2 separate regions of the Rattus norvegicus genome follow, and region 1 is linked to region 2. The links are chromatin contacts, called in public Hi-C maps. All regions are on one chromosome and are shown on one strand. The core of a region is the stretch at or near the end of the contact, and the rest is flanking DNA. Distances in the headings are between cores, read along the strand shown. Region 1 holds the start of Ufsp2 (UFM1-specific peptidase 2). Region 2 holds the start of Cfap97 (cilia and flagella associated protein 97).

Region 1 (5,168 bases), core at 1,880-4,379, 170 kb before region 2:
GTTGGGACCAGAGAGATGGCTCAATGGTTACAAGCAGTTGTTTCCTCACACCCACAGGGTAGCTACCATCATCTGTAACTCTAGTTCCAGGAGATCCAACACTCTCTTCTGGCCTCCTCAGGCACAGTGCATATATATGGTAAAATGGCACACATTCAGGCAATATACTCATGGACATAAAATAAAAATAAATAAATAAATCTAAAAAAAATTGTAAATAAGTGAAAGTAAAGAAGCCCTATAAAATGAGCTCTTATAAAATTAAGTTTTTCCTAATTCTGCTGCAATATCACAAGTTGTCACAGTGTCACAATATCATTAGAACTTAATGCTCTAAAATATGTACCATTAGAAATAAATATTGCCAGGCATGGTTGATCTCAGCACTCTGGAGGCAGAGGCAGGTGGATCTCTGTGCATTCAAGGCATAGCAATTCCAGGGCAGCCAGAGGTACGTGTGTGGGGGGGGGAGGGAGAGGCTAGAATATGATTGGTCTAGGGAGTGGTACTAATAGGAGATGTGGCCTTGTTGGGATAGGTGTGGTCTTGTTAGAATGGGTGTGTCATCGTGGGTGTGGGCTTTAAGACCCTGACTCTAGCTGCCTAGAAGTCAGTCTTCTGTTTGCCTTTGTAACAAGACGTAGATGGCTCAACGGTTAAGATCACTGACTGCTCTTCCAGAGGTCCTGAGTTCAATTCCCAGCAACTACATGGTGGCTCACAACCAACTATACTGAGATCTGATGCCCTCTTCTGGTGTGCCTGAGGACAGAGACAGTGTATTCACATATATACAACAAATAAATAATCTTAAAAAAATAGATGTAGAACTCTCAGCTCCTCCAACCAGCCCCATGTCTGCCTAGACACTGCCATGCTCCTGCCTCGGTGATAATGGACTGAATCTCTGAACCTGTAAGCCAGCCCCAATTAAATGTTGTCCTTATAAGAGTTGCCTTGGTCATGGTGTCTGCTCACAGCAGTAAAACTCTAAGACATTATGCATATAATTAAATTTTTGTATTGGAAATACATGCTATTCAAGTATTTAAAAATACGAAAGAAACTCACGATTAAATGGTGACACATATCTGTCGCCCACTGTGATGTATTCCATCTCACTGAAGAGGCCAATCCTCTCCATATCCGTTTTCCCGCCTTCTATCGGCATGATTGCTTCTTGGGGTGGTACCTTCACAAAGGATCTTAGATCTTCTTTTACAGCAAAATCCTACTTTACACTGAAAACTACAGGAAATTGTTTTGAATGAAAAGAATGATTATTAAATGTCAAACCCAATCATTTTGAGTCTCTGGATCGGTTGTTTTGTTCACTTCTTTTAGATACCACCTCTCTAATCCCCATCAGACCGGCTTGTGCATAGCCTTTGTGAGACCAAACCAGGAACAATATACTTTGCAGGTTAACGTTTCTGTTTGCTGTTAAAACAGTTAAGAATGAGTTCCTATTTGTCCTGTACAGGTTAAGGTTTCTATTTGTAGTTAAAGAATACGTTCCTGTTTGTCCTGTGTTAAGTCCTTCCAAGCTGAGGTTTCTATTTGGAATTAAGGATGGATCTGTTACTTCCTATGTAAACTGCAAAATGTCTTTCAACCTACACTAAACTTGCTACCCATTCACATGGTGTAACTTTGTTCCCTCCCTTTCACTGCTTTCTGGTTTTGTTTTTGTTTTTAAAATGTAAAACAGCTCTCTCTCTCTCTCTCTCTCTCTCTCTCTCTCTCTCTCTCTCTCTCTCTCTCTCTCTCTCTCTCTCTCTCTCTCTCCCTCTCCTGTGAACACTTTATCCCTCCTATAGAAAGGACCTCATAAAGGCGCTGGCAAGGGATGCTCTCTGAATTCCAATTTAGAGACAGCCAGCAGGCTGGTACAGGCGGGGCACACCCCAAAATACAGGTTGCTTTAATTGGACAATCATGGATTTGTTCTCTTCTCCTCGAGATTCTCAGGTTTAACACCTCACGAACGGCCATCTAACATTCGTGGAGTAGGCACTCTTTATTTTCCCCATTGAACTGATGGCTCCACAGCTAGAAACCATGGTATGAGTTTGAATCCTCTTCACTACGTTCTTGAGGCAACGCTGCCCAGACTGGAATGAAACTCCTGGAATTGAGGGAACCTCTGGTCTAGCCTCCAGGGTGGCTAGAACCCCAAAGCCCCTTTAGTTATTTACCAGTGTAGCCCCAGGGCTTGCACAGCCAATGCCTTCAACTTTGTCCCGACCTTAAACTCTTAAGTAAGACTTATAAAGCATCTATTCACACATTTTAAAAAATGCTTTGCAACCCTCTCCTTCTGATCAGGTAGAACTAGGAGAACAGACGTTAATAGGAGTAAATCTTGGTTTACAATCAAGTAGACACGAAAATCGTCTCAAGCAGACGATTTTCCACTCAAGCAGAATACGGCAAGTTCCCTTCAAAAAGTTTGGATAAGAAGGTTCTTCTGTTAAAGCCCTGCCCACTACGTCCTTGCACTTTACTCAATAAATCCTTTTCTATGCCAAGAAAAAAGAAAGTTTGGCTAAAGGGAGAAGCTGCAGAAAATAAACGAACTGATGTCTAAGTTATTCCCTCTAGGGAAAGGTGGCTTGAAGTTGGCAGGTAGCTAAGGAAAACCCAGGTCCGCGAGGCCGAGTCACCTCTCCAAAAAGGCACCTAATCAATTCCACAACCAGGATCAGATCCCGGGTCGGGGATCACGCCACCGCCGAGCTTGAAGAGCTTGGGGCCACGCGCCTGTGCCCGGGCTTGAGCCTTTGGCACAGCTGCAGAGGCGCGCGCCGCACAGTTCCACAAGCTGCAGCTGGCGCTTGTTAGGCCATGTTGCCGTGGGAACGGAAGAAACCATTCCCAACATACTCCTGGAGGCCCTCAAAACATTCGAGTCAGCACAGCGCGTTTGCGAAGATGGAAGAAAGTCCTTAGAATACAAAAGTCTCGGCCAATAAAATCTCTCGAAACCAAACCTTTTGTTTCCCCTTCATCGGCGAATAGTTTCTGTGGTGGTACGCCCCGAGATGGTTGGTGTGGGGCATTCTGGGAATTGTAGTCCGTCTGCTGGAGCCTGGGCGTTGACGTCACTTCCGGGACGACCCTGGCTTGCACGAAGTAGGTGTTCTTGCCTTCGCCAGTGGTTCCTGGTAAGTGATTCTGATTGCCAGTGACCTTCCTGTACTTACCTCTAGGACTTCGGCAACCGTTAGGAGCAGGCCCCTAAAAGGATCTGCTCCTGAGGGACCAAAAGTCACGTTGCAAAATTGCCTCTCTTGGATCTCTTGCGGCTTGTGCCTTAGCAGCACTGGTCACGCGACGCGCACCGAGTCAGTCAGTGCCTCTTGACAGTAAGACACTGTCATATTTGGAACCTGTGAAAAAGAGCTTTTGATTTTGAAAAACTAGGCCTAACTTCCTTAAAATAGTCTACTCCTTTCGCTTACGTGGCACAACCCTCTCAGTTTTCCCTCGGTCTTCTAGCTCAGCCAGGTCCTGCCATCTGTACCTTAGATGATTATCTTCTTCAGCTTTTATATTCTGAGCTTTCTCTCTGAACCCAATTCATAAATCTAGTTAATTGCTTCCATTTAAATAGATCATTCAAACTCAGCAGATACAAAGCTGGCTCATCATTTCCTGTTTTCCCCGCAGCACTCTTCCTTCAGAATTTCCATCTCTGTTGATAACCCACCTCACCCCTCCTTGTGCCCACCAAACACTTAACAAACTTGCCTTGCCTTAAGAACACACAATCAATAATCAAATCCGTTGGTTCTACTTCTGAATGTCTGTATTATCACCGTCTTTAACATCTTTTACCTCTGTCCTTGCTGTGATCCAATTGGGTCATAGTCCAAGTGGTCTTTTGTTTTGGTCTTTTTGCTAAGGCTTCTTTTAGGGGCTACCTACCCTTCAGATTTCAGCTTAAATATTACACACACATACATAAATATTATATTAAATAGAGGATCACGATTTAAACGCCTAAAGAGACCCTGGTGCTTTCACATACAATTTCTTAAGGAGTTGTCATAATAACCCTGGGAAGTACTGTATCTTTTTTCCGAATTTACAGAATAGACACAAGTGATTATGTTAGCCAAAAAATCATACAGTAAGTATCTGAATACTTGCTTATCTTTTCAATCTTCAGTTTATGTAAGTATTTTTCTTCAAATAGTGTATTCTAAATTTATCAAACTTCTTACTGGTAGTGCTCACAGTATTTTCTAGTCTTTTTTGGGAGGGTTGTTTATAAACAACAGTAGAATAAATGGACCACGTTATGTTTTAACCTCTTTCATTGTTTACTTAGAATGAATGTAGTGGAGTGATATTGGGACATGTGCTGTACTTTGAACAGGTTACAGTGTATAGAATAAATAAAAGCTGTCACTCCTGCAGAAATGTGACAAGAAATTTGCAAAATAAAAAGCTGCAACAGTACCTACTTCATAATGTTCTGACAATCAAAGGCAATATATGCCCAATGTTCGGTCATTAATGCAGTAGGTATCAGTACTAGCTCATTTGTTTCAGAATAGAGTTTGTCTTAGTGAATGTTTCACTGCTGTGAAGAGACACTGTGACCAAGGCAACTCTTATAAGGACATCACTTAATTGGGGCTGGCTTACAGGTTCAGAGGTTCAGTCCATTATCATCAAGGTGGGAACATGGCAGCATCCAGGCAGGCATGGTGCAGGAGGAGCTGAGAGTGCTACATCTTCATCTGAAGGCTGCTAGGAGAAAACTGGCTACCAGGCAGCTAGGGTGAGGGTGCCACACCCTGGGCCAAGCATATACAAACCATCACAGGGTTCTTCTGTGTTAGAGTCTTTTGGATTGCTGTAATTGACCAAGAGTTTAGTTGGGGTAACAGTTCCAACGTTAATGCCTATGGGGAGGAGTGGGTAAGCAGAGGCATGTCATGGTGAAGCCTCTGGAGCTGCAAATGAGAGCTTGATCCACAATCAGGAGGCGGAGAGCATAGTAGGAATGGTGGGAGGCTTCTGAAGCCCCAAAGCCAGCCTCTATGACACACCTCTCAATCCTTCCCAAACAGTTCCAGCAGCTCAGGACCAAGAATTTAAACATGAGCCTCTGGGGGTCATTCTCATTCACAGCACCACAGGTTCTTGTGTAATGT
Region 2 (5,077 bases), core at 2,250-4,749:
ATACACAAAGCAGAAATTTTACCATGGTAACCATCTTCACAGTGTAGCAGTAAATACATTCATATTGTAACTATCCATGTCTGACACTTTCTCTACCAGGCAGCTGTACAAAAACTCTGCCGTCAAACAACTCACCACCCCCTCCTCCCCAGAACCGCCTCACACTCACTCTGATTTGTGTCCATGAATTACACTATCCTCAGCCTCTTAGAAATGGAATCATGTCTTTGTCTTTTCTGACTAGCTTATTTCATTTAGCATCCTCTCTTAAACTTCATGTCATAGCATGCATCAGGATTTCCTTCCTTTTTGTGGCTGTGTAAAATTCCACTGCATGTATGCAAGTGTTTGTATTAACATTTTCTGTTTATAGACTTGGGTTGTTTCTATAGTTTGAGTATTATGAAGAATAATGTTATGAATCTGGATGTACAAATGTCCCAGACACTGCTCTGAATTTTTTTGGGCATATATTCTGAAATGGGATTGTTAGTTCATATAATTATATTTAGCATAGAATTTCCTATCCTGCTGTTTTACATATCAACTGTGTAAAAGACTCCCAATTTCTTTGAGTCTTGTCCATCTTGATCTTGTTGTCTATTTCTAGTTTTTGCAAGAGTATTTCTAAAATAGTGGGGCTAAAGCATACCGCATTGTTTGATCTTTGTACTCTTGATGTGTGGATACAGGGGTACCAGTGAAGTTGTGGTTCTAGGGCAACTTTGTAAGCACAGATATGTCACAGAAAAGTTGTGAGGTTATAGGGTACCTTTAAGGAGCCAGTTCTTTCCTTCCACCATGAAATCTAGAAATTGAGGTTGTCAGGTTTGACTTGGAAGTACTTTGTACCGGTTGAGCTGTCTCCCTGGCCCTGGATATCTTTTTGTGTTCTGGGATCTAATTCTAGTCATCTGGCAAGCACATTTACCTACCAGAAATGATCATCTCACAGGCCTTCACTGATTTTGATGTGCATTTCCTTAATGAGTGGTGTCTTAGTGACTTTGTTTATGCTGTGACAAAGCACCACAACCAAGGCACCGTATGAAGTAAAGCATTTAGTTGGATTCCCAGTTTCAGAGTCCATGATGGCAGAGCAAAGGCATGGCAACAGGAACAGATAACAACTCCTGTCTTAATCCAAAAGCAGAAGGCAGAGAGGTACAAGTCTTTTGAGACCTTTTCCAAAGCTAGTGTCATGCCTCCAACAAGGCCACACCTCCTAATCTTCCCAAACAGTTCCACCAGCTAGAGACCAAGTACTGAAACATATGAGCCAGTGATACACCTCCTCCAAACAAGGCCACACCTCCTAATCCTTCCCAAACAGTTCCACTAGCTAGAGACCAAGTACTGAAACATATGAGCCAGTGATACACCTCCTCCAAACAAGGCCACACCTCCTAATCTTCCCAAACAGTTCCACCAGCTAGAGACCAAGTACTGAAACATATGAGCCAGTGATACACCTCCTCCAAACAAGGCCACACCTCCTAATCCTTCCCAAACAGTTCCACCAACTGGGGACGAAGTATTCAAATATACAGGCATTTAGAGGCCATTTTCATTCAAACCATAATACTCAGTGTTTTCTTGAGCTGCTGGCTATTTGTATCTTCTTTGGAGAAATGTCTACTCAAATACTTTATATCTACCCTGGGAATCAGTGACAAAATATTTTCATTAGTTAAAATTAAGTGAAATACTTTCTTTGACCCAACAAAATGGAAAATTGTTAATAATCAAAACCAAAAAAAAAAAAAATACTGTTCCAAATAAGAGTTCTTTCTTAAGTCTGATAGCTGTGGTTGTGATCATACCCACACATTTGATTAGAAACACCTAGACACATAATGAAGCTCACCTCTGGGTGTGTCCGTGAGGGCATTTCCAGAGACATCATGTGGGCTCTGATCTCATCAATGGGGTGATCCTTGATGGATTCATAATATGCTGGCATTATTAGCAGGCAGTGAAAGGCAGGAGGTGGGGCCTAGGTGGAAGAAGGTCACTAGAGGTATCGCTATAGAGGTTGGCCTGGCCTCTTCATGTAGGCCAGATTCTCCAACCTTACAATTACATGAACTGCTGCTCTGTAGTGCCATGAAGGACTGAACCCTCTAAAAATGTGAGTCAAATACATCTTTCCTCATTGTGTTAGATATTCTGTCATGGCTCTGACAAAACAGTACAGTGAGTGGTAGACCCTGGGCTACAATGTTAATTAAGTCCGTGCTTGCTTGCTTTGTACTTTTATGTAAGTGGTGAGAACTTACCATGGCTGTAACAAACGCCCACAAAGTTAGATGTAGAAAGCAACTCATTTATTTGGATTAGGGAGTTGTGGAGGTCAGAAATCTAAATTCAAGGTGGATTTGAGTTCTTTCTGGATAGAATCTATTTCTTCCCTCTTTTCAGCTCTCCAGAGCTGCATGCACTCTTTGGCTCATTGACTCTTCCACCCATCACTCAACCATTTTGTGTTACAGCTCCTACAACTAACTGACTTGGAAGCTTTTGCCTCTCCCTTTTATAAGGGCCCTAGTGATTGATTACACAGTGAGCTCCTGGATAATGTAAATTTAATTGCATCAGCTAAATCCCGTGCCATATAAAGTACTATATCCGTGTACTCTGGTGATTAGGGGATAGAGATCAGGAGTGTGGTGGCATTCCTGACCCTTTGATGTGTCAACAAGAAATTAGGGCACTTAACAGTCTGTAGAGATCATTTTTTAGTTTGCTTAAAGTGGATCTCCATCATCATAAGGGCCATCCTTCATAGGTTACCTGCCCCTGATGCACATTAACTATGCTTGAATTGGAACTTTTTTTTCCCCTTTGACACACACCTCACGATACAGCCCTGGCTAGCCTGGAAGTTACTATGTAGAACAGGCTGACCTTGAACACAGAGATCCCTCTCCCTCTACTCCTAAGTGCTGAGATTAAAGACATCCGCCACCAGGACTGGTTTATGTGAACAGCGTTTTGCTGAAATAAAATCGAACGAACACACAGTCGCCCTTCATTTTTATTATTGTCGTCTTGTTACAGAATTACAAGATTACAGCATCTTTGTAGGAAACCATCCCAGATGTCTAAACCTACCGCAGCGTCGTGGCTGTACGAGCAGGTGATGCCCTGGACAGCAGGGAGGCCCTGGCGGTCTCCTTTCCACGAGCCCCCAAGTCTTCTCGAGGCCCTGCCGAGAAGCTGTCGCCCCTACAGTGCAGGCCTCATCACTGTGACGGGGTCTCTTGGAACTATGGACGACAGGAGCGCTGCCAGGACCATCTTCGGCAGAGACTCCGTTCCGCGATCGCCCCGCCTTTCCCCTTCCGCTGAGTCTCTCCCCAGGAGCTTCCGCCCGCGCTCACGTGTGCGCGAGTCTCCGCTAGCTTCCAACGCGTGGGAGGGAGAAATGTGGTGTGGCTGCGCGTGCGCAGAGCGAACGAGAACCCGAACGCTCGGCGCGGCGCGAGAGTCGGTAGCGGCCACAGTTCCCAGGTGAGCGGCTCACGGGCTTCCGCATCCGGTCGGTCTCCAGCGGGCGAGACGCCCTCCTCTGCGTTCGGGGTCCGTTTCCCCGGTTCGGTGCCCGACGGAGGCGAGCACCCAGGGTGGGTACCGCCAAACCTCTACGGGAGGACACAGACTGTCCTCAGCCCTAGACGCCGCCGCCACCTCGGCCTCGCCTGCCCGGAGGGGGACGTGGTAACCGCTACAAAAAAACAAAAACAAAAACAAAAACAAAAAAACGGTAGCCCGGCCCCCAGGACGCGAAAGGAGGCGTGGAGTCGGGGTCCGAGCTCACTGCTGCCCCTCTCCGGGCACTTGAACCCGAACCCACAGGTCTGAGGAACTGTCTTTTTGACTGCTACATCCCAGAGTCCGAAGAGGGTACTGACTAAGGTCGTGGACGAAGCCACAAATTCCTGAAAATCAGGTGTTTGGGCCGATATTTTTCTATACCTAATCTGGGGCCCACTTATGTACATATCGACTACCACAAACGTACAAAATGACATTTTAATGGCAGGTGATTTGTGTATTCTTTCTGGCGTATTGTGAAAGCACTGCTATCTTTATCCAAGTAACTTCCAGGTAGCTTTGACAGAAACCCACCAGAGGGTTGCTATGGTCTCACGAACCGTCATTTGATGTTTACCCTTTACCGATGTGTTGTAAGATATTCTTAACGATCCTATAGAACTACAATTTTTCTTGCCTATTCCCGAATGTCAGCTGAATAGTAGCAATTGGTGTGTGTGATGGGGTGGGGGGGGAGGTTGTCAGATAAGTTTTCCCGGAAATTAAGTTTATGTGCGTATGGCCACTCTTGCCCTGTAGAAATTCTTAATATAAACACTAGAATTTTGACATACATTGGGCAGTGGGCCAACTCTCATGTGGAGAGAGGAAAGTTATCAAAATACGCTGGAAACATGACGGTTTTGTTCTGTTTACATTGGAAGCAAAGATCAAGAATCTGGGCTGAGCCTTAAGTCTCTAGACCTCTTGGTGGGATAAACATTCGTTAAATGTTTACCTAGTTGTTGTAGGTCTTTTTTTTTTAGACACCGTGGATGTAAAGGTGAACAAGACATCTGGAGTACCTAGTCTGGTAAGAGTGGCTATACCTCCCTCTGGCCCCCATCCTATTCTCTCTCCCCTTTTTCAGAGGCCGATGGTCCCTAGCTCCAGAGCTCAGATGATCCTCCTAATTCAGCTTCTCTTATATCTGGCTTATAAGCACATTGCCAACTCTATCCAGCCTGATGAGGAGACTACTGTAGGCAAAGTTTGAGACAAATCTATTCTCTTCAGGTTCTGCCGTTGGACCCTGGAAACAAATTAGATAAGCCACAGGACAATTTCAGGTGCCATTCACCATTTCTTTTGAGAAATGATCTTATTTGGCCTGGAACTCACGAAGTAGACTGGCTGGCCAGCAAATCCTTAAAGACCCACCATCTTAGCACCAGACTTATAAATGCAGGCCTATGCCCTCTCCTCCCCCCAGGTGGATCACTGAAGCTATTTAAGCTTTTCTATCTCAACCAACCTACTT

The links. Hi-C and Micro-C count contacts between places; a contact is called where the count stands out from the background.
Region 1: a contact with region 2 is called in a Hi-C map of liver, with 3 times the contacts expected there. The contact joins the promoter of Ufsp2 here to the promoter of Cfap97 in region 2. A contact is called at or near these places in 1 of 12 Hi-C or Micro-C datasets (liver) and 1 of 1 datasets of contacts at active chromatin or transcription factors (oligodendrocytes).

The regions. Positions count from the first base shown.
Region 1 is chr16:53,021,553-53,026,720 of GRCr8, reverse strand. It overlaps Ufsp2 (UFM1-specific peptidase 2), which reads left to right and starts at 3,129. Exons shown (of 12, transcript NM_001014142.1): 1 at 3,129-3,167. Cfap96 (cilia and flagella associated protein 96) reads right to left here and starts at 3,098. Exons shown (of 8, transcript XM_006253170.4): 1 at 2,994-3,098; 2 at 1,072-1,248. The coding sequence starts at 1,171.
Region 2 is chr16:52,855,422-52,860,498 of GRCr8, reverse strand. It overlaps Cfap97 (cilia and flagella associated protein 97), which reads left to right and starts at 3,499. Exons shown (of 6, transcript NM_001014001.1): 1 at 3,499-3,626.